7 separate regions of the Mus musculus genome follow, and all the other regions are linked to region 1. The links are chromatin contacts, called in public HiChIP or PLAC-seq, Micro-C and promoter capture Hi-C maps. All regions are on one chromosome and are shown on one strand. The core of a region is the stretch at or near the end of the contact, and the rest is flanking DNA. Distances in the headings are between cores, read along the strand shown.

Evidence for each region. Promoter capture Hi-C pulls out the DNA fragments that hold promoters and counts their contacts. A called contact is a pair of places that touch in the nucleus more often than the background predicts. HiChIP or PLAC-seq counts read pairs in DNA pulled down with a chosen protein or histone mark.
Region 2: a promoter capture Hi-C map of erythroid cells shows a contact between it and region 1, with 10 times the contacts expected there. The contact joins the promoter of Kdm4a here to the promoter of Dmap1 in region 1. A contact is called at or near these places in 5 of 39 promoter capture datasets (the 3T3-L1 cell line, the C10 cell line, erythroid cells and 2 more), 1 of 484 Hi-C or Micro-C datasets (embryonic stem cells) and 4 of 115 datasets of contacts at active chromatin or transcription factors (the NIH/3T3 cell line, bone marrow-derived macrophages, large pre-B cells and 1 more).
Region 3: a contact with region 1 is called in an H3K4me3 HiChIP or PLAC-seq map of forebrain, with 6 times the contacts expected there. The contact joins the enhancer-like site here to the promoter of Dmap1 in region 1. A contact is called at or near these places in 17 of 39 promoter capture datasets (the C10 cell line, the HPC-7 cell line, HPC-7-derived erythroid cells and 9 more), 2 of 15 datasets of contacts at CTCF or cohesin (embryonic stem cells and stem cell-derived epiblast-like cells), 6 of 484 Hi-C or Micro-C datasets (cortical neurons and embryonic stem cells), 5 of 115 datasets of contacts at active chromatin or transcription factors (embryonic basal ganglia, embryonic forebrain, embryonic stem cells and 1 more) and 2 of 9 other capture datasets (embryonic stem cells and pancreatic islet).
Region 4: a contact with region 1 is called in a promoter capture Hi-C map of stem cell-derived epiblast-like cells, with 6 times the contacts expected there. The contact joins the promoter of Tmem53 here to the promoter of Dmap1 in region 1. A contact is called at or near these places in 25 of 39 promoter capture datasets (the 3T3-L1 cell line, 3T3-L1-derived adipocytes, the C10 cell line and 15 more), 3 of 15 datasets of contacts at CTCF or cohesin (the G1E-ER4 cell line and embryonic stem cells), 64 of 484 Hi-C or Micro-C datasets (B cells, the C10 cell line, CD4 T cells and 35 more), 14 of 115 datasets of contacts at active chromatin or transcription factors (Th17 cells, embryonic basal ganglia, embryonic forebrain and 8 more) and 4 of 9 other capture datasets (adipose tissue, embryonic stem cells, liver and 1 more).
Region 5: a Micro-C map of the G1E-ER4 cell line shows a contact between it and region 1. The contact joins the enhancer-like site here to the promoter of Dmap1 in region 1. A contact is called at or near these places in 17 of 39 promoter capture datasets (the 3T3-L1 cell line, 3T3-L1-derived adipocytes, the C10 cell line and 9 more), 2 of 15 datasets of contacts at CTCF or cohesin (embryonic stem cells and pro-B cells), 2 of 484 Hi-C or Micro-C datasets (both in the G1E-ER4 cell line) and 2 of 9 other capture datasets (adipose tissue and liver).
Region 6: a contact with region 1 is called in an H3K27ac HiChIP or PLAC-seq map of embryonic stem cells, with 10 times the contacts expected there. The contact joins the enhancer-like site here to the promoter of Dmap1 in region 1. A contact is called at or near these places in 24 of 39 promoter capture datasets (the 3T3-L1 cell line, 3T3-L1-derived adipocytes, the C10 cell line and 14 more), 6 of 15 datasets of contacts at CTCF or cohesin (the NIH/3T3 cell line, embryonic stem cells, hippocampal excitatory neurons and 3 more), 128 of 484 Hi-C or Micro-C datasets (the AML12 cell line, the AtT-20 cell line, B cells and 77 more), 37 of 115 datasets of contacts at active chromatin or transcription factors (DN3 thymocytes, the HPC-7 cell line, the NIH/3T3 cell line and 25 more) and 7 of 9 other capture datasets (adipose tissue, embryonic stem cells, embryonic tail and 4 more).
Region 7: a contact with region 1 is called in an H3K27ac HiChIP or PLAC-seq map of extraembryonic endoderm stem cells, with 11 times the contacts expected there. The contact joins the enhancer-like site here to the promoter of Dmap1 in region 1. A contact is called at or near these places in 22 of 39 promoter capture datasets (the 3T3-L1 cell line, the C10 cell line, the HPC-7 cell line and 13 more), 1 of 15 datasets of contacts at CTCF or cohesin (stem cell-derived epiblast-like cells), 10 of 484 Hi-C or Micro-C datasets (the G1E-ER4 cell line, bone marrow-derived macrophages, brown adipocytes and 5 more), 14 of 115 datasets of contacts at active chromatin or transcription factors (craniofacial prominence, embryonic basal ganglia, embryonic forebrain and 10 more) and 3 of 9 other capture datasets (adipose tissue, liver and pancreatic islet).

Annotation. Positions count from the first base shown.
Region 1 is chr4:117,680,831-117,683,587 of GRCm38.p6, reverse strand. It overlaps Dmap1 (DNA methyltransferase 1-associated protein 1), which reads left to right and starts at 1,363. Exons shown (of 11, transcript NM_023178.2): 1 at 1,363-1,374; 2 at 1,606-1,755; 3 at 2,223-2,314; 4 at 2,550-2,745. The coding sequence starts at 1,651.
Region 2 is chr4:118,178,638-118,181,394 of GRCm38.p6, reverse strand. It overlaps Kdm4a (lysine (K)-specific demethylase 4A), which reads left to right and starts at 1,352. Exons shown (of 22, transcript NM_001161823.1): 1 at 1,352-1,502.
Region 3 is chr4:117,217,740-117,220,496 of GRCm38.p6, reverse strand. All of the region lies in intron 7 of Armh1 (armadillo-like helical domain containing 1), which reads left to right. Among named protein-coding and RNA genes, the nearest start is that of Gm23287, 8.3 kb to the right of the region's middle. Within about 2 kb of position 1,441, at least 48 of the 459 cell types and tissues checked have an H3K27ac peak or open chromatin away from gene starts, as enhancers often do. A contact at or near this core is called in the HPC-7 cell line, forebrain and hematopoietic stem and progenitor cells, where this site is marked.
Region 4 is chr4:117,250,593-117,253,349 of GRCm38.p6, reverse strand. Tmem53 (transmembrane protein 53) reads right to left here and starts at 1,399. Exons shown (of 3, transcript NM_026837.3): 1 at 1,216-1,399. The coding sequence starts at 1,276. Armh1 (armadillo-like helical domain containing 1) reads left to right here and starts at 1,433. Exons shown (of 13, transcript NM_001145637.1): 1 at 1,433-1,597.
Region 5 is chr4:118,082,460-118,085,216 of GRCm38.p6, reverse strand. All of the region lies in intron 2 of St3gal3 (ST3 beta-galactoside alpha-2,3-sialyltransferase 3), which reads left to right. Among named protein-coding and RNA genes, the nearest start is that of St3gal3, 51 kb to the left of the region's middle. Within about 2 kb of position 1,441, at least 47 of the 459 cell types and tissues checked have an H3K27ac peak or open chromatin away from gene starts, as enhancers often do. A contact at or near this core is called in the G1E-ER4 cell line, where this site is marked.
Region 6 is chr4:117,282,084-117,284,840 of GRCm38.p6, reverse strand. The region is part of intron 8 of Rnf220 (ring finger protein 220); the gene reads left to right. Among named protein-coding and RNA genes, the nearest start is that of Gm12843, 5.9 kb to the left of the region's middle. Within about 2 kb of position 1,335, at least 55 of the 459 cell types and tissues checked have an H3K27ac peak or open chromatin away from gene starts, as enhancers often do. A contact at or near this core is called in the N1E-115 cell line, VIP interneurons, cerebellum and 8 more, where this site is marked.
Region 7 is chr4:117,303,043-117,305,799 of GRCm38.p6, reverse strand. The region is part of intron 3 of Rnf220 (ring finger protein 220); the gene reads left to right. Gm12843 (a long non-coding RNA gene) reads right to left here. Exons shown (of 4, transcript XR_003955258.1): 4 at 411-2,757. Among named protein-coding and RNA genes, the nearest start is that of Gm40231, 15 kb to the left of the region's middle. Within about 2 kb of position 1,424, at least 31 of the 459 cell types and tissues checked have an H3K27ac peak or open chromatin away from gene starts, as enhancers often do. A contact at or near this core is called in adipose tissue, extraembryonic endoderm stem cells, liver and 2 more, where this site is marked.

The DNA of each region.
Region 1 (2,757 bases), core at 114-2,613:
ATAGCTGTTAAAGCAGTTGAAATGACATACTCCCTTGTGAAAACAAGATAAGGGCTTCTAGTCATTCCTACATATTGACAACCTAAGTACATAGACATGTGGCGTGGTATGTGTGTGTATTACTATTGCTTCCATGAAACACCATGACCAAAAGCAAGTTGGGGAGGAAAGGGTTTATTTGGCTTATACTGCCACATTGCTATTTATCACCAAAGGAATTCAGGACAGGAATTCAAACAGGGTACGATCCTGGAGGCAGGAGCTGATGCAGAAGCTATGGAGAGGTATTGTTTACAGGCTTGCTTCTCCTGGCTTGCTCAGCCTTTTATAGAACCCAGGACTACTAGCTAAGGAATAACACCGCCCACAATGGGCTGGGCCATCCCCACTGACCACTCAATAAGAAGATGCCTTACAGCTGGATCTTAAAGGCAGTTTCTCAGTTAAGGTTTTCATCTATCAGATAACTCTAGTTTGTGTGTTGACAGTACAGTGTGTGTGTGTGTGTGTGTGTGTGTGTTGTACATTACACTGCCCCCCCCCCCAAAAAAAAAAGAGTCAAGATTCACAACTCATTTTAGGGGAATTGTAAATTAAATAAAGAAGTTAAGAGCCTGACCTGGTGGCACATTCCTGTAATCCCAGCACTTGAGAGGCAGGGGGATCGCTGTGAGTTAAGAGGCCACCCTGGGTGGTGGGGAAAGAAAAGGGATAGGAAGGAGGAGGCAGAGAGGGAGGGAGGGAGGGAGGGAGGAAGGGAGAGAGAGAGAGAGAGAGAGAGAGAGAGAGAGAGAGAGAGAGAGAGAGAGAGAGAGAGAGCTTCTATTTTACTCTCTTGGCAGCTGGAGAAGCTAGTTTAGCTCTGCTTTGAAAGTTTAGCACAATGGCAATGCCTGGTAATATAGAGAGGCACTGAATGAGCAGAGGCAATTACTATCATTAATCCAGTTAATTAAGAAAAAAAATAATGTTCCAGGCACTGTGCCATTGTTTTACATGGGTTATTGGTATTTCACTTAAGCAGGAGCTGTTACAATTTTCATTTTGTAAACAAATTAAGTGTTTTGAAATAGGTTTTGAGAAAATAAGTGACTTTTCAATGTCACAGAGTTCTCTTCAGGTTTTCTTTTCATTGCCCGGGACACAATGTAGAGAAATAGAAGGTAAATGTCAAAAGCAAGCCCCGCATCGCCTCGCGCGGATTCCTGGGAGCACAGCAGGAATTCCAGGCGAGCGACTCAGCCTGCCCGGTAGCTTGCACACTGGGTTGCTAGCCGGCTCCTGTTTGTCTAAGCACCGACCGGAAGTGTTTCTAAGGGTTGCGTTTCTACGACGCACAGCCGGAAGTTCCTATCCGTGGGTCTTCAGAGAGAGGTAATTTGAGGAGTGGGCTACAGCTGGGGGGACTCAGGTGTGGCTCCCCGGGGATGGCGAGGCAGGGAGGACAGTGTGACCGTAAGGGACACCTGCGCGGGGAGGCGGAGAACGAGGCAGCACCCAAACCTGGTGTGGACCATTCTGGCGCTGGCCTCTTCACCCTGCCCCCACTTGGAGCGGGAGTTGCAGGGACACCGCCCCCTTAACGGTAGCACAGTCTTTCTGCAGGTACCGACCCTTGACGTCGGGGTACTACCTCATCCCTCGGGCGTGATGGCTACGGGCGCAGATGTACGAGACATTCTAGAACTCGGGGGTCCAGAGGGAGATGCCGCCTCTGGGACCATCAGCAAAAAGGATATTATCAACCCGGACAAGGTAGCAGGGGCATTTGAGCGGGCTGAAGTGTGGGTGAAGGTGTTGGCGAAGGGATGGGAAGGGGTGTTACCAGAAGAGAGATGGTGGAAGTGATAATAAAAGGAGAGCTACAATGGAACAAGAGCATGCCACCCTTAATGTAACGAAGAGGGGACACTGGGAGGTGGGGACCAAGAGAGCGGGGAAACCGCCAACGGACGAGAGGACCGAGGGAACCTGACACTTGTAAGTTGTTGGGAAGAGAGAGCAAGACATTGTGACAGTCTTGAGGTGAGGGAAGGACTTTCTTCCCTGATAACTCAGACGCGAGCGGGGAGAGGAAACCTGTGCAGACGGTGTAGAGACGCTCCCATGAGTGGGTTCCCGGGACTTTAGTTCAGCATTTGTTTGTTCAGGTTGGGCTGGGTAAAAACTTCAAGGAAGGGTGGGTCTGGGCCATCATTTTTTCCCTGTGGTTTTCTTCCCAGAAAAAGTCCAAGAAGTCCTCAGAGACGCTGACCTTCAAGAGGCCTGAGGGCATGCATCGGGAGGTCTATGCTTTGCTTTACTCTGACAAAAAGCAAGTATTGGAATCCCAAGTCCTCCGTGTTTCCCCTAGCTCACCAGGCATAGCCCTATGTCCCTATTTTCTCTTCTACTTTCCCCCACGCCAGTATCCCCAACTAGGGCTCCTCCTGCAGGACAGCTCAGTGTCTTGCTCCAGGACATGACTTCCTTATTCTGGGGTAGACTGAGCTTCATGGCTTTAGAGGTTCTTCACACACCTGCTTCTAACCTTTCACCTCCACTGCCAGGGATGCACCCCCACTGCTGCCCAGTGACACTGGTCAGGGGTATCGGACAGTGAAGGCGAAACTGGGGTCCAAGAAGGTTCGCCCTTGGAAATGGATGCCTTTTACTAACCCAGCTCGAAAGGACGGCGCTATGTTTTTCCACTGGCGACGAGCGGCGGAGGAGGGCAAGGACTACCCTTTTGCCAGGTTCAATAAGGTGAGCTGCTAA
Region 2 (2,757 bases), core at 103-2,602, 500 kb before region 1:
GATATGTGCCTAGATATTTAACCCATAGCATTCTATGAAGTATCTCCTTTTAGTTAACATTGGTAAACTCTTGCCATCCATCTCAACTCTCCTGAATTTGTTCCCCTTGAAAAATCCAGGCATGGACGAGAAGTTGTTTAAAAACTTTTTTTTTTTTTTTTTTTTGGTATTTTTTGAGACCGGGTTTCTCTGTATAGCTCTGGCTGTCCTGGAACTCACTTTGTAGACCAGGCTGGCCTCAAACTCAGAAATCTGCCTGCCTCTGCCTCCCAAGTGCTAGGATTAAAGGCATGTGCCACCACCGCCCAGCTTACTTTTTTTTTTTTTAACCTATTTATTTAGTGTGTTTGTGGCGGCGGTGACACTGCAATCCACTAAAGTCAGAGGACATCTTGTGAACTTGTATTGATTCTCTCCTTCAACAGCTTACCTCAGATCATAAGACTTGTGCCTTTCCTCTCAGTCATCTCTCTGTACCGAAGGGTTGGTTTTGAAAGCAGTTCAAACACAATACAACTCTTCTTCCCGGTGCTATCGGGAATTTTGCTCATGTTTTATGCCCTAGTGAGTTCTCCTCCTTATTTGACTTATAAGGGTGTTAACCTCTCTTTCTTCATCGTCCTTGACAATCTGGGAACTCCTTAAGGCTGCTCACAGCCTCTCAGGAACTGCTCCTAATGACTTCTAGGGATCCTGTTCGGCCCCCTGAAGTGCCTTTAATGATTCTTAGAATCACCCTGTTCGCTCCAAGAGCTGCTAATGACCCCAAATTTTCGCTCAAGGGGAGCCGCTTTTAAAAAGCCTCAGGGATATCTTCCTTCAGGATCTGTCCTAATGACCCCCCAGGGCTCCTTCTCCTGGAGCAGATCTTTACCTAACCCGCCTTGCCAGCAGGCGAGGGGCTTCTTAGAGAAGAGAGTCAAACTGAGAGTACTGGGCAAACTTGGACATGCTGGTCACGTTCTCTGAACTCCTTGACTTTAGAAACTTTCCCGGAGGTCTTCCATCGCCTTTATATCTTAGGCAAAGGAGTTACTCCAAGAAAATTAGGCTTATCCTTTCGCTAGAAACATCCTATAACCACCTGCTCGCCCTTCCCCATAACCGGCTAGCCCATTTCAGGGTATTCGCTTCTTTCTACCCAGCTTAACTATGGAGATCTGAGTCAGCCTCTGATAGGCTAACTCTGGATCCAGCCCTGATGCTCAGTGGCCCCAGTCCCCGGAGGCTCAGCGTTTTCTCCTGGCAACAGCTCGAGACGACGCTCATAGGCTAAGCGGACTCGTAGTTCCAGACGCCGAGTCGGTGTAGTGAGTGTTCATTGGTTAGCTGAGGACCTAAAGCCATTCTTGGGTTGGTTGACTATGGGCTCTGTGAGGCTGCGCAGAGTCAGACTTTAAAGGAGGCGGAGCTCTGTCTTTCGCCCTCAAGAAAGACAGTGGGATCGGCGAGTGGCGACAACAGCAATCGGGCCTGAGCCCTGCTAGGGCTTTAGGCTCCAGGTGAGAGCCATCGGGTTTTGGATTCCCCAAGGGGTTGATGCTGCCAAAACCCTTGGCCGTGAGCTCCAGTGGGGGAGGGTGGTGAGGTGGGTCTTTCTGTGCTCTGTGATCGACATGGGGTTTGAGCAATAGAGAAAGGAGCTTCTAAAATAAGTTTTGCGATTGGTTCTTTCCAATCTCTAGTGGCCAATGGGCGTCGGGAGAGGGGGGCGGGCCCACTGGGCCTTATTTTCTTCTTCCTGCGGCCGGGCCTCCCTCGCCTAGGCGGTGGGGCCGGGAGGGGCAGTGTCTGTAAGTGGTGTGTGGGGACACTGGGAACCGGGCTGCCTTTGGAGGGATGCCGCGGGGGTGGCTGCGGGGGCGGAGAGTGCGGGAGTTTCAGGTCACTGTTAGCAACAGCTGCCTTTATGGAGTGCTTACCGGGCCTAGCGTTTAGGGCTCGCTTGCATCATCTAAGTTAATCATACGATCCATCAAGGCAGGGGTTTGGGGTCCCCATTTTGCAGGTGGAGAAACTGAGACTCATCCAGTCCATTCACACAGCCAAGGTGTTAAAAAGTGACAGAGATCAGACCGGTATTCAGAGTTTTCACTCTAGAGCCGAAGGTTTAGCTCCCGGTACTCTTTGCTTTGTTGCTGAAGGCGGACGGGAAGGTGCCCCAGACCAGATTTCCCCAAGGGAATAGATCGCGGGAATGGAACCCTAGAGTTAAAGTAATGGGATGATCCGCTAAAGTGAGCAGAGGATATGAGTTATTCAGCAGTTACTGAGTGCCTACTTTGTGGCGAGCATTGTTCTAGCTTCTGGACACACAAAGATAAACAGAGCTAGAGGCAGATGAAGCAACATTGTGACCACCTTTGAAGCCCAGGGGAGGAGCCCCAGTCTGATATTTATGATACCTTTTTGTAAAAATTTCAAAAGTAGAATATATTGAAAATTTCCTTTTAAAAGGAAAAGTCTCCTAAATTGAATAGGCTTCAAGTTCCTCCACACTTTCAGAGAAGTCTTAGTTCATGTAAGTATTAGAGCTGAGGTAGCAGAAAGTGGTAGAAGATGCTTTAGAGGGGGCACTTTGGATACATTTCCTGGTATGTAAAGCAGGGATAACAGTATATCTTTTATGCAAAGTTAATGAAAAATGCCTAGCCAGAAATCCCTCCCTTGGAGTGGAATGGAAACCCAAGAGTTACCATGACAGGGTTTCTGTTTAATGCCCTGGAGTTTGCCTCCATGCTGCTTCCCAAAACCCAT
Region 3 (2,757 bases), core at 192-2,691, 460 kb after region 1:
ACTCCTGGGTCATCAGCACATATGTCACATCCATAGCTTATGTTTATACTTTATCGATTTTCTTTATTGTTTAAAAATAACAATAATAACAAGCTGGGTTTGGTGGCACACAACTTTAATCCCAGCACTCAGGAGATCTCTGTGAATTCTAGAACAGCATAGTCCATGTAGCATGCTCCAAGACAACAAGGACTATAAAGATAGACCCTGTCACAAATAAGTAAGTAAATAAGTAAACAAACAAATACAATAACAATACTGATAATATATTTTTTGTTTGCATTTTGGAGACAGATTCTTGCTGCATTATCCAGGATAGCCTTGATCCCCAGCACTTAACCAACCCACTTATCTCAGCTTCTCTCAGCTGAGTCTGGCTAGACTTTAAAGTTGTGTGTGTGTGTGTGTGTGTGTGTGTGTGTGTGTGTGTGTGTGTGCACTCGCACACATGTGCATGGAGGTCAGAAAATGACATCAGAGGTCTTCCTTAGCCACTCTGTTTACATGTTAATGTCTCTAGCTGAACCTGTAACTCACCAATGTGATGAGCTGGGCTAACCAGCTTGCCCCTGGGATCTCTGTCTCTAGTTCCCTAGTGCTAAGAGTGCAACCCAGCCACAGTGCTAGCCCAGTTTACCTGGGTGCTGGGGACATGAACTCCAGTTCTCAAGCTTGCTTAACAAGTGTGTTAATGCCGGGCAGTGGTGGCCCACGCCTTTAATCCCAGCACTCGGGAGGCAGAGGCAGGTGGATTTCTGAGTTCGAGGCCAGCCTGGTGTACAGAGTGAGTTCCAGGACAGCCAGGGCTACACAGAGAAACCCTGTCAAAAAAAAACAAAACAAAACAAAACAACAACAAAAAAAAGTGTGTTAACTGCTGAGCCTCTCCTGCCTTATTTATTTATTTGGGAGGGGGTGTGCATGCCACAGGGATGGCAAGGTTGGGGGATAACTAGCAGAACTTTTCTCCTTCCACCATGCAACCCTGGGATCCTACTCAGTTGATGAGGCTTGGTTTCAAGTGTCTTTGTCCACTGAACCATCTCATCAGTCCTCCTCAGCTCTTAAAAAGCAATTCTCTGAAAGTATTTTTATCTGGGCATGATGGCATGTGTCTGTAACCGCCGACGATGGAGGCGGTAGCAGGAGGACTGCCACAAAATGAAGGCCAGTTTGATCTAACAGTGAAGGCTCCATGTCTAATAATTAATCCATCTATTTTTAGTGTTTCAGCATTGGTCTTTGAATACGGTGTAATTAAAAATGTATGAGTTAATCTATTTTTAGTGCTTCAACATTAGTATTTGAATAGAATGTAGTTAAAAGGGCAGCAGAACACTCAGGAATCAGAGAGCATGTGACTGGTCAAGTACAGCCTGCAAGGATATTCCAGTAGAAAAGAAAGAAAATTTATGCTGAAGCGTGCTTCCTCTGTGCAGCCAGCAGGTGGCAGTCTCGTCCAGAAGTGCACAGTAAACCGGTTTCCCAAGACTCTAGCAGCAAAGACATGGGTGGGCACCGTGGAAGTGACTGCATGTGTACACCAGCTTTAGATTTAGTCTGTTCGCTGTCAAGGCATGATCATCTTCATCTGTAAAATGATTTATAGACAGAGTAACAGAAAAAAAAAACTCTGTAGAATCCTACAGAGTATGAGGCTGAAGGGAGGTGCTGGTTAACTGAACTTTATGTAGAGGCATTCAGGCTTCCAGTTATGGAGGAAAAGGAAGTGGCTGCTCTTTATGGAAGGTTGCTGGGAGGAGGCACAAAAGGATTTCCGGTTACACAAAGTCCCTAGTCAAAAACCACCTGTGATGCAATCTGTCTGGGCAAGTGTCGGACCCCAACCTCTTCTGTCATGAAAAGATCTTCCCTAAGCAAAAAGGAGGGTACGTCATAGAAAAGCCTGTGCATAGCCACGAGCTGGCTAAGACAGATTTCCTTCATAATGTCAGCCCCTTTAAGAGAAGGGCGGCCTTCCAGACCTGTTCCTATCTACAAGAGGCCGTACAGTTTCTCTGATAACCAACTCTGATGCTGGGCATGGTGGCACATACCTTTATTCCCAGCACTCAGGAGGCAGAGGCAGGTGGATCTCTATGAGTTCAAGGCCAGCCTGGACTACATAGTTAGTTAGTTCTAGGCTATCTGGGACTATGTAGAAAGATCCTGTCTCAAAAAAACAAAAACAAAAACAAAAAAAACCCAAACAAACAAAAAAACAAAACAACAACAACAAAAAAAACAGTAGCAAAAAGCAATTCTAAAATGCCAAAGCCAAACACACACACACCTGGGATGGAATATTTTATTCTCCCGCACACACGGGATATCCAAGTGCTGGACCACTTATTTTGTTCCTTTGTTTTGTTTCGAGACAGGATTTCTCCATGTAGCCCTGGCTGTTCTGGAACTCACTCTGTAGACCAGGCTGACTTTGAACTCAGAGATCTGCCTGCCTCTGCCTCCCAAGGCAGAGGTCAAAGGCGTGCGCCACCACCAACTTTGGTTACTTGGCCACTTGTAAGGTCCTTTTGCCACAGGAACATTAACCCTGGTAGAAGCTTTCCTGCTCACTGGCCCCCTAACAAGGCCACTTGCCCTCAACTTCTTCATCTGTTCAGAGGGATCAGCAGGAAAGCACGAGGCATCCTGGTGCAGACAAGGGTGAGTTGTTTTGCTTTGGTTTTTTTAGACAGAGTCTTAGACAGCTTAGACTGGCCTCAAACTCTATATGAAGTAAGCAGTGGCCCTCCA
Region 4 (2,757 bases), core at 150-2,649, 430 kb after region 1:
ATAAGCCCAACGATCCACCTCTAGGGAGAAACAGATAGTGGCAGTCCTTCCTTCGTGCTTTAGGAGATGAGAGGCCCCTGCCCCATCCTAGATAGATTCCAAGCAAGAAACACACAGTGGGACAGGAGGGCATAGGAAGGGAGGCCTGGGGAGACTTTTTTTGTTTTTGGTTTTGGTTTTTTGGTTTTTTGAGACAGGGTTTCTCTGTGTAGTCCTGGCTGTACTGGAACTCACTCTGTAGACCATGCTGGCCTCGAACTCAGAAAACCGCCTGCTTCTGTCTCCCAAGTGCTGGGATTAAAGGTGTGCGCCACCACCACCTGGCTCTGGGGAGGCTTTTGAAGGAAGCACCCCCTAGCTAAACTTTATGATGAGCTGGACAAGTGCGGGGCAGTGGACTGGAAACACCAAAGAGCAGCATTGGCCGACCTGTACTCCAAGCCTCCTCTGCCCCAGTTTCCAAAAGGGACAACCTTCCATTCTCTGGTCCAACAACTTACACTACTTTACAAGCTACTAATCTTAGGAGGCCTCCCACACATCTTTTTTTAATGATATGGCCTTAGGAGGGTTAAACACACACACACACACACACACACACACACGTTAAGTTTAAATGCCAACTACTAAGCTTACTTCCATCAGGATTCATGCCAAGTCCTTTACACAAATAATCTCAGTTGTGCAACCAGCAATTTTTCCTCAGCTTTGCTCCAGGAAAACTAAAATTCAAAGTTGAAAGTTTGCCGAAGGTCATCCAATTACTAAAGGGATAGGATTTCAACAGAATTCCACCCGGCCTAACCGACCATTCTGTTAACCACTGCCAGGGTGAGCTGAGAAGGGCAGGACTAGGCTTGCTGAGTCCCTTGGCTTTTCTGAGGACCAGAGGCTCCCCCAGGAATCCAAACCTCTGCAAAAATGAAGGATGGGCCTAGTCACACTTGCAAATGAGGAGCGAGAATCCAAAACAAAAGAATTAGAATGAACCTTGAAGGGCCTCCAGCTACAAAGGGAAGCAGAACCTTGAGAACCTGTTGTGGAACAGAAAGACCCTCAGTCGACTGGGGGCGGGGCACGGGGGGCGGGGCTGGGAGCGCCCCGCAAGCTCTAGCCAGCCCTGCGGGACCCCCGAAGGGGGCGGGCCGAGGGAGGGCGGGCCGCAGGGTGGGCGGGGCATCGCTGTTAGGTCACCTTCCCAATCCCCCTCCATACTCTGGCTCCAGCAGGGCTGATCCGGGATCTCGATGCTGTAATCCAGCTCGGCCGAGGCCATGGTGAAGGTGCGGGTCTTCAGCACAGGCCTCCCGCCGGAACTCCCGCAGTTTCACCTCGGCGGGGCCGGGACGCCGCCGGGCCACGCCCCTCCCCGCCCACGCCCAGCGCTGTCCAATCCCCGAGCCGCACTCTGTGACCTCCCTGCCTAGCAACCAGGGAGTCGCTTCGCGCCTCGGGCGGCACCCACTAGCCCGGCCCTAGCAACCGCGCCCCGCCCCTACTGTCTTTGGGCCCCAGCAATTGGCTGACTCTCTTGATCTTGGATCAAGTATTGGTCAGTGGGGCAGCGCTCTCGGAGCGACCGCACCCTCCTGTGAAGGTAAGAGTCGGTGGGAGAGTTGAATGAAGTATTACGGGTCTGCAGAGGGCATCTCAGAACTTTGTCTTCTGGTACTTGGTAGAAAACTTGAACTTGCACCTCTAACTACATCTACCTCCATCGCCAGCAGCAGTTCCCAGGCTGGAGGCAGAAAAAACGAACAAAACAGTGTTAGGCGGCGCGTGCCAACGGGTCCTTCTAAACCTGTGGGTTGAGACTGGTTGCCTGACTGGAAAGGGGTCTTCGGGTAATAAGACATGGCCTTTCATGTGTGAGTCCAAGTAGTTTAGACGAGTACAGGAGTACAGCTTTCTTACATTTAGTAAATATTTTCTGAGCTGGGCATAATGGCGCATGCATTTAATTCCAGCTGTGAGGAGTTGAACTCTGTGAGTTTGAGACCATCCTGATCTATCTCCAGGACAGCCAGGGCTACACAGAGACACCCTGTCCAAAATAAATAAATAAACACATACATGCATACATACATAAACAGAAAAAGAAGCTATTTGGGTGATGGGAATGAGTGGGTATGGTGTGTAGGAGACAGAAACCAGGAGGAAAGTATTGAGGGCTGATGATTAATACGGTAAATAAAACCTCAAAGATGGCACTGGATTTACAAAGAAGTTGTTAGCAACCTTTGCAAGTGCCATTCCAGTGAACAAAAGAGTCAGTGGCTTGAGAGTGAGTGGGAGGTGACAGCATAGTGGTATGTCCCTGGAATCCCAGCCAGGAGTCTAAATGCTTCAAGCCATCCTCAGCTACATAACAAGTTCCAGGCTAGCCTATGCTACATGAGACTTGTCTTAAAAGAAAGAGGGGGGATGGAACACTTGCAAGGCAAGTTATTTTGTCATTCGCTGGCAACCGCTAGGAGGTACAGGCTTTTGTTCAGATGAGAGAGATCCAGCAAAGAGATAAAAGATAAAATCACAGGGGAATTGGGTATGTGAAAGCATATGGCCCCCAACCGTGGGGACTCTCACTTTACACTGCTGAGGAGTAACTGGGGAGATGGCTGAGCTAGTGTGAGGAACCAACTTAGACCCCCAGGACACACATAAAGGCTTCGGGGGCGGGGGGGGGGGGCTGGAGAGATTACTCAGTGGTTAAGAGCACTGACTGCTCTTTTGAAGGTCCTGAATTCAAATCCCAGC
Region 5 (2,757 bases), core at 192-2,691, 400 kb before region 1:
GGGCTGGCAAAAGGCCCAAATATAAGTTGAAAAATGTTTGAAGCCGCAGCATGATCTTGAAGGTAGCTGTCTACAGAGTCCCGTTAACACTGTTCTATTTTGGGTATAAATGTCTTCATTTATTCAGAAGAGGGTGGGAAATTGTACATATGTTCATGTTTATCTATACATAAGCCTAGATCACATCTAGATTTGCATACGTGTGTATAAAATAACTGTGAGCACGAAATCTAGAAATAATAACTTTGGTTGCCTTCCAGGAAGAAAGCTGGGAGATGTGAGACTGAATAAAGTAAGAGAGAGTGCTAGAGAGAGAGGGAGAGAGAGAGAGAGAGAGAGAGAATGTGTGTCTGTGAGACTGGAGAAGGTGAGAGAGAGTGCTGGGAAGAGAGACAGAGAGAGGGAGAGGGAGGGGGGGAGGGAGTCTGTGAGACTGAAGAAGGTGTGAGAGAGTGCTGGGGAGAGTCGGGCTGGAGGAAGAGAGGGTGCCAAAGAGCATGTGTGTGTCTGTGTGTGTATGCATCTATGTGTGTGTGTGTATGTGTGTATGTATATGCATGTGCCTCTGTTTGTGTTTGTGTATGTGTCTGTGTGTGTATATGTGTGTGTGTCTCTCTATGTGTTTCTGTGTGCATACATGCTCTCACCATGCTGTGTGACCCACTATTCCCACTCCCAAGAGTTCATCCACAGCGTTCCTGCAGAGTTACCCACTGCAGGATTTTCTGTGTGTTTGCTTGCACTGTCATTTTTCCTTTTCTCTTTTGTGTGTGGGTGTCTTGCCTGCACGTGTGTCTGTGTACCATGTGTGTGCCTGGTGCCCCAAGACCAGAAGAGGCTAGAAGATTCCCTGGGTCCTCAGTAAGAACAGTGAGTACTCTTAGAGGCTGAGCCATCTCTCTAACCTGACATTGTTTCTTTGTTTTTTAGTAGCAAGTGTTTGGCAGCTATTTAGGTGTTTATCAGCAGGGAACAAATTAATGAATTAGGTTCCCATTTAGTGAGTCTGAGGCTGGAGCTAGAGGGCCTCTATGTACTGGTAGGAAAAGGTTTCTAGAATGTATCTTCAGATGCAAGACAAAAGTGTCAGGAGTTTTGCATGGGTCTGGCAATGCTCTAAAGTGTTTGTCATCATTCAAAGTCAGTGCAACTTGTTATTCCATTCCTTTTATTATAAAATAGTTTTGAAACATTTTCCTCTGGGCTCTAACGTGTCATTATTATGAGCTTTCTTATTATGAGCAGTATTTGGCACAGAGGAGTGACAAAATCACATTTTTGAGTTATTAAATCTGTTCCACTTTGAGCCAATCAGAGTGACCTCCTACTGATTAGTGTCTGGTGGCCAAGTGCCTTTATATGGTATTCAGCTCTGTACTGGAGCATCGCGGAGTAGCAGTCGGCCTGGGCCACAAGGGGGCAGCAGAACCCTTTGATTGCAATAGCACGGATGGCTTTTGGCCAAGTCCAGCTGCTGCTTGCTTACTGTCCTTCAACTCAGCTGTGTGCACCTAGGAGTCAGGGCACTGTGCGAGCCGACCTCAGAGGTGAGAGGGGTGAGAGGGGAAGGGGTGGGTTTCCGAGTCACCTTCCCTCCTCTCTTACAGGCTGTCCAGTGGATTACAGAGCAGTATGGGAGACATTAGGGGTGGTGCAGCAAGCTAGCACATACACAATCACTGAGGCTTCAGAGCCTCTTGCCTGACACTGAGTCCTGGCTCTGCAGCTTTGGGCTTATGTTCCTACGCTTCGAACCTAAGATTATCAGGGAGATAATCTAAGTAAACCTCTTAGCACTACACCGTGGTGAGCATTGGAAATAGCTGATTACAGGCTCAGTGAGGAAGGACACTCGCCACAAGCCTGCCATCCTGTGCACGATCCCTGAAACACACTTAGTGGAAGCAAGAACCGGCTCCAGCAAGTTGTCCTCTGATCGCCACATGCATTTTTACCCACACATACATAAACACACACAATATATACATTAATGTCAAAACATTTTAAAATAGATGTTCATAATTAAAATAATATTAGTTGGACTGGAGAGATGGCTCAGCGGTAAAGAGCACTGACTGCTCTTCTAGAGGGCCTGAGTTCAATTCCCAGCAACCACATGGTGGCTCACAACTATCTGTAATGAGATCCAATACCCTCTTCTGGTGTGTCTGAAGACAGCTACAGTGTGCTCATACTCGTAAAATAAATAAATTAATCTTAAAAAAATATCAGTTACCAGCAGAGATGGGTAATAGATTCTTAGTGGGTTATTTTTGTTTGTTTGTTTGGTTGGTTGGTTTTTATTGGATATACAGTCTCTCTATGTAGCCCTGGTTGTCCTAGAACTCCCTATGTAGATTAGGCTGCCCTCAGACTCACAGAGATCCACCTGCCTCTTCCTCTTGAGTGCTGAGATTAAAGGCATGTGCTATTGCTGGCTTCTTGACTTGTGACTCTTTCTTATGTATTTAGTAATTGTTTTTGTTTGGTCGCAAGCAAGGTAGAAATATTTATTTAGAACCATTTTAAAGCTGTTTTTTTTTCTCAGAGGGGCTTACAAAGTACTTATGGCCTTGTTTACCCTCTATAAAATAGTTTTTTTTAATTGTTTGTGTACATGTGCATGTATCTACTGTGTGAGTTCTAGATCTCTGCAGTCTCGGGTTTAAAGCTCTCATCCCAGTGTGTCTCCGCGTGTTTTTGACGGGAAGGTGTGGTGTCAGTGCTCAGGTGAGGCAGGTGGGCAAGGTGGTATTG
Region 6 (2,757 bases), core at 86-2,585, 400 kb after region 1:
CCCTGAAGGAAGAGGGGCCTGGGCTCAGCTGCTCCCTGCTTCCCTTGGGCTCTCCCCAATCGCTGCCGAAGAGTCTTCAGGGCCCTACCCGTCTCTGCTCCCTTCCTAGCTCCTGAGACAAGGGTTGGCTCCCTAGATGAGACAGAAGAATTGGTTAGGTGCCCAGGGTCAGTGTCCTCTTGTCAAGCTCTGTCACCATGGGCAAGAGAAAGAGGTACCTGCTTCTTGGCTTCTAACTCTTTCTGTGTAAAGCACAGCTGGCACTGCAGTTTGTGGTCATTAAGAGAGCCAGGCTGCATCCCATCTGCCTCCTGTTTTTCTGGGCAACACCCTTGAGATGGCCACTGTGTGTGGTCTTTGGGGGATCTCTCAGCAGGCTCGAAGGAGGGCCTTTGCCTCCGTAGAGCCATGACACCTGGTCTCCGGTGAGATCAAGTCTCTGCAGTGCCATCCAGTGCAGATGGGCACTGTGCCTCTGAGCTTGTTGCATGGTGCCCACCAGTCTGAAGACAAGTCAGAGCGTAAATCAGGAGGGTTAAACCAAACTGTTGCCACCCCCTAGGTAAGCAGCCTTAGTTGTCATTGCACAGAGCATTTCTGTCCTGGGGCTCTAGCAGGTCTGAAGCCTCTCAAGAATGAAGGATGGCGCTCATGAGCCCAGGAATGAGGCACATGGATGCTAGGGTGTGTGACCAGGTTTAGAAGGCAGTCTTGCTGAGTCAGTTCTGGAAGGCTGTTCTAGATTAGCTCTGCTGTCAGTTGCAACTGTTCACACCAACTGCAGCTGCTGCTTAGGTTTCTTGGCAAGGAACAGGACCCTGTGGCTCTTGGGCTCCTGGAGTGTCTGAATGGGTCAGGCTGCACAGGGCCCACTGCTTAAGCAAAGCCATTTCTGCATGGGATGTGCCAGCAGATGGGTGTCAGAGGCTCTCGGGCCTCGGGTAGGTATCATCTTTCTGGGTGTGTTTACACTGCGAGGTTGATCCTTTCAAGAATTCCTGAGGAGAGTTCAAAGAGGGCTTTTCTTTGAGCGATTTGGAGAGCGAGAATGAGACTTGAAGAGGGAATGGGGCCGGAGGGGCCTTTATCTGCAGAGAATTGCTCCAGCTTTCCTGATAGAAGCTGCTGCCGCCTCTTAAACAGCTTAGTGCAGTCAAAAGACAGGCTAACTTGAAAGGCTGTTTTACAGCGAGATCAGCGGGGGCCACGAGGCAGAAAGTGGAGCCTCCTCAATGGGAGGGGCTATCAAAGAGAGGCCCTGGCTGATCCTGACTGCCTCTGCCCCTGAAGCCCATCTGCAAAAGCTGGCCATCTGTCAGCCGACCCTCCCTGGCCAGGACCAATAGGCCCAACTCTTGGGGGGGGGGGTTGGGTGTGGCCCTGCCAGGCTGCTGGTGTCAGTGCAGTGCATTGATCGCCGCCGGGCGGGCTGGGCCGCAAGCTGGGCAGCTCCTGCTTAATGTGATTGAAAGGCAGTTAAAATGGCGGTGACCTTTTCAGGAGGAATTAGATTGCCTGCCAAGACCGGTTAGAGGGAGTGATAACGCCAGCCGAAGAAGCTGCCCGGCCGACTTCAGAGAGGGAGGCAGAGGCAGGATGAGCAGGAGAGTAGCGAGGCCCATTTAAGCCGTCCTGTGCATGCTGACAGCAGAGATTGCTGTCCTTGTTAGATATGAAAGAGTTGAAGAACTGTGATAAGTCCCTGCATCCCTTCATTCCTCTGTCCCCCCTCCCAGACTAGGGTCCCCTCGTCATCCTCAACAGAGCTTCCTACATGGTCAGACCGGCTGCCTTGAATGTAATCTAGGCAGTGGTCTAGCAAGAGTCATGGTGAAGACACTTGGCTCAGAAGAACAGGCTGTGAGCTTGAGAGCCTGGGGTTAATGACAAGGAGGGTCAATGTCTCAGGACAAAAGAGAGCAAGAGAACGTCGAGGGAGGTCGGTCTACAAATAGATTCTTATTTATTTAGAGAGGAGATCTCACTATGTCACCCCAGCTGACCTGGAACTCGCTGTGTAGACCACACTGGCCTCAGACTCGAGTTTCATCTGCCTCTGCCTCCCAGTACAAACAGATTAAGAAACAGAAATAAAGCCTGGGGAAATGAGGAAAGTCTTGTAGAGAGCAGCTCGTCTGACCCTCGGGTCTCAGAGCACTCTGGGCTGTGCACTCCGCTGCCGCCTGCTCACTTGAAACCTCAGGTCTTTTGCACTGCTCGTGGTGTTGCATATGGGCAGAACCCAGGGCCCAGTGCTTCATCTAAAGATACAACAATTAGGGTAAAAGGTGCTTTTCTGGGATACTCTGCCAAACCTAGGCAGAAGAGATGTCTTCAGGCTAGAGAAATGGGCCACAAGGGAGGCAGCCTTGGGATAACTGTGACCATGTGACCTCCATCCTCAAGGAGCCATGTGACCAATGAGTAAGGGCTCGATTTTCCTCTTATTCCCTACCTCCTCTGTCTTAGAGGTGTGGGGTGCTGGGCTGTAAGTCCTCCCTTGTATCGGTTGCCAGTAAGAATTCACTTGTCCAGACTTGGGGAAGCCAGAACTCAGTACAACTAGAAGGATCAGTCTGCTCAAAAGGATGTGGAAAAGATTAGTTTTAAATAAGGTGGCTGTTATGTTGTGGGCCAGGAGTGGTAAGATGGTTCACTTCCCAGGATGATGCTCAGGAAGTGGCAAGTGTGTGCACCTTTGTCTTTGAGCCCTGGCTGAAGCCCCTTTCAGGGTGACGTAGGTTAGAGACAGTATTT
Region 7 (2,757 bases), core at 175-2,674, 380 kb after region 1:
AGTCAGTCTGACTGCCCACAGCGTGTGACCCGAGAAAGAGACCTGGGGAAGCCACAGTACCTTCCCCTAAAGTCTACACACTAGCTCTACTACTCTAAACGCTGCTAGGCCCAGGTCGATGCTGGGTGTGGCAGTGCATACCTGCAATTCCAGAGGCAGAGGCAGGAAGACCTGGAACTAGAGGTCAGCCTGCGCTGCGGAGTGAGCTACATAGTGAGACCAGATCTTTAGATAGGAAGAAAGGAAGGCAGAGAGGAAAAGAGGCAGGAAGAACCGGTTAGAGAGAGGGACAGAGGAGTGAGGGAGGAAGGAAGGAAGGAAGGAAGGAAGGGAGGGAGGGAGGGAGGGAGGGAGGAAATCACCGAGCATAGCTCATACTCCTATAGTTTTGGTTGTGAGCCTAGCCTTCATTAGCTGACCCATCTTTCCAATCCAGCCCAGCCCATACTCAAGGGAGGAGAATTATGCTCTAAAAGCTCTCATTCTTAAAGACAAGAGTATCCAAAGAACCTGTGGGCACACTTTAAAAGCCCCACAGAAGCTATAGTATGGTAATAATAATGAACTGCATGGAAATTCACTATCTCACAAGAGCTATTCTTCACATAGCTATGTGATGGTCATGCACTGCTTAATGATGGATGTATGTGCTAAGAAATGCATCCTTAGACATTTTTTGATCATGTGAGTACCATAGAGTGTACTTAAACTACACTGCCACTAGGCAATGTAACCTCACGGGACAACTTTCAGATATGTAGCCAGCCCGTTGCTAATTGTGATGTGTGACTATAGCTATAACTCCCATTTTATAGATGAGGAAACCGAGGCACAGCCACGTTAAGTGACTTCTCTAAGGTTGCCCACTTGGCAATAAACATAAGGTTTGTCTCTAGCAGTTTTGACACCAGCGCTCTGCTCTTCGCCTCCCCTCCCCCATCACTTACACACCGTGGGGGATTGACCTGTCAGGGGCAGAAAGTGAAAGAAACAGCTTGCAGGCTGTACCAGGATTTCTGGGTAATTTGCTTCCAATGAAGAGAACCTCAACCAAGAACAGAAAACGCAGGGACTTGCGGAGCGCATTTGGGCACTGTGCCTGCCCCGCTGAAATGTTCTTTTTGCCTCCTGGGCAAGGACCCCCGCCCCAGCCCGCACCACCCAGGCCATCTCCCTCGCCTTTTCCGTTCTATCCCTGCTCGTGACCCTGCATAAATCCCTCATCATCCACGTTTCTCAGAGCACCCACACCTCGCGGCTGTGGGCTCACGTCCGGGCCTATTCCTGCACCCCCTAATGCCCACGCCGCCCTCAGCACGTGCACGCCCTGCGCCCCTGGCACGCCCTCCTCCCCACCGGGTGTCTGACAGCCGGACAGCGGGATCTGCACAGCAAGTGAAATTCCCGTCGGATCGATAAAGCCGAAGCGCTGGCGGCGACGGGTCGATGGTTTTATCTGTCTCGGCCCCGCCGCGCCCGGCGCGCTGACAGTCGGACCGGCCGGCAAAGGCGTTCAAGGGCAGCCGCACCCGCCGCCCCCTCCCCACGCGCGCCCCCTCCCCGCGGCCACTGCGGCCACCGGACTGCGGGCTGGACCGGCCCCGCCGCCGCCCCTGTGATTTATCTGGATTTTTAATTGGAAAAAATTTGCGAATTAATTGATTTCAGGAACTTGCCAATTAACATTGTAATTGGGTGCGTGATAAATTCCCAAGGAGCGTGTCAGCTCCCTCCGGGCTGACGGGCAGCGTGAGCGAGGGTCCCCAGCCTGGTTGCCCTTGCCCCGCCCGGTGCTGGCTCTGGGATGAGCCCGAGGATGGGCAAAGAAGGTTGGGGAAAGACGGAAGCACCTGAGCTCCTGCGCTCCATCCACCCCACCCACATTCCTTCTTCCCACCATCAGTATCCTGAACAGAAGGACGAGTTCACCGATGAGGAAACTGAGGTCGCCCCTTCACCACCCAGGCAAGAGCCCGAAAGTGAGCCTCCTGGATTGGTGACCTGTGACCAAGTCCCCTCCTCCCCAGCTCTCCAGCCCTCTGCTTCCTCCAGGCCGAATTCCTGGCTCCTCTCCCTTTGTTTTCTGTGCTGGCTCCTCCCCTCGTCTCTCAACCTGCCCCAATACCCCTTATCACCCTGCCCTTGCCTCTTTTGCCCTCCCTCTCTTGTCCGCTCCTCAGCCTCGCTCGCCCTGAGCCCTTGGGTGCTGCTGCCAGGCTAGCCTCCCAGGTGGTTCTACTTCTGGAACTTTCTAGATGGAGTTCTTCAACCTTCTGCCTCTAACTGCCCAACAACCTAGGCGGGTCCTGTGTGTGCTATTGCTGTACACCTGGGGGCTCACAAAAGAAGCAAGGACCTTACAGCTCCTACGCAAAGGAGGCTGGGTTTTCACAAACACAGGCTTGACACACATGTATACAGTGCACAAACACTCCATTCCCACACAGCTCAGTGTACACACACACACACACACACACACACCCTGAAAGAAGCCACCTTCCCAGAGGTGAACATTCCCAGGTACCAAGAGCAGCCACATGCCCACAGGAAAAGCAGAGTTCTCAGCAGCTCAACGGGATCCTTTCCCAAGTTCCTGCCACAGCCCTCCTACACCTCACCTGAGTCTGTCTCTCCCCTCCTAGAACCTTACTGAACAAGGGCTCCTTAAATCCAAGGGCTTGGCTACTCAGAACAAAGCATAACTCTGAGTCAAACACAGAGTCAGAAGGGCCTTCCTCCCATGCAAGGACAGCCACT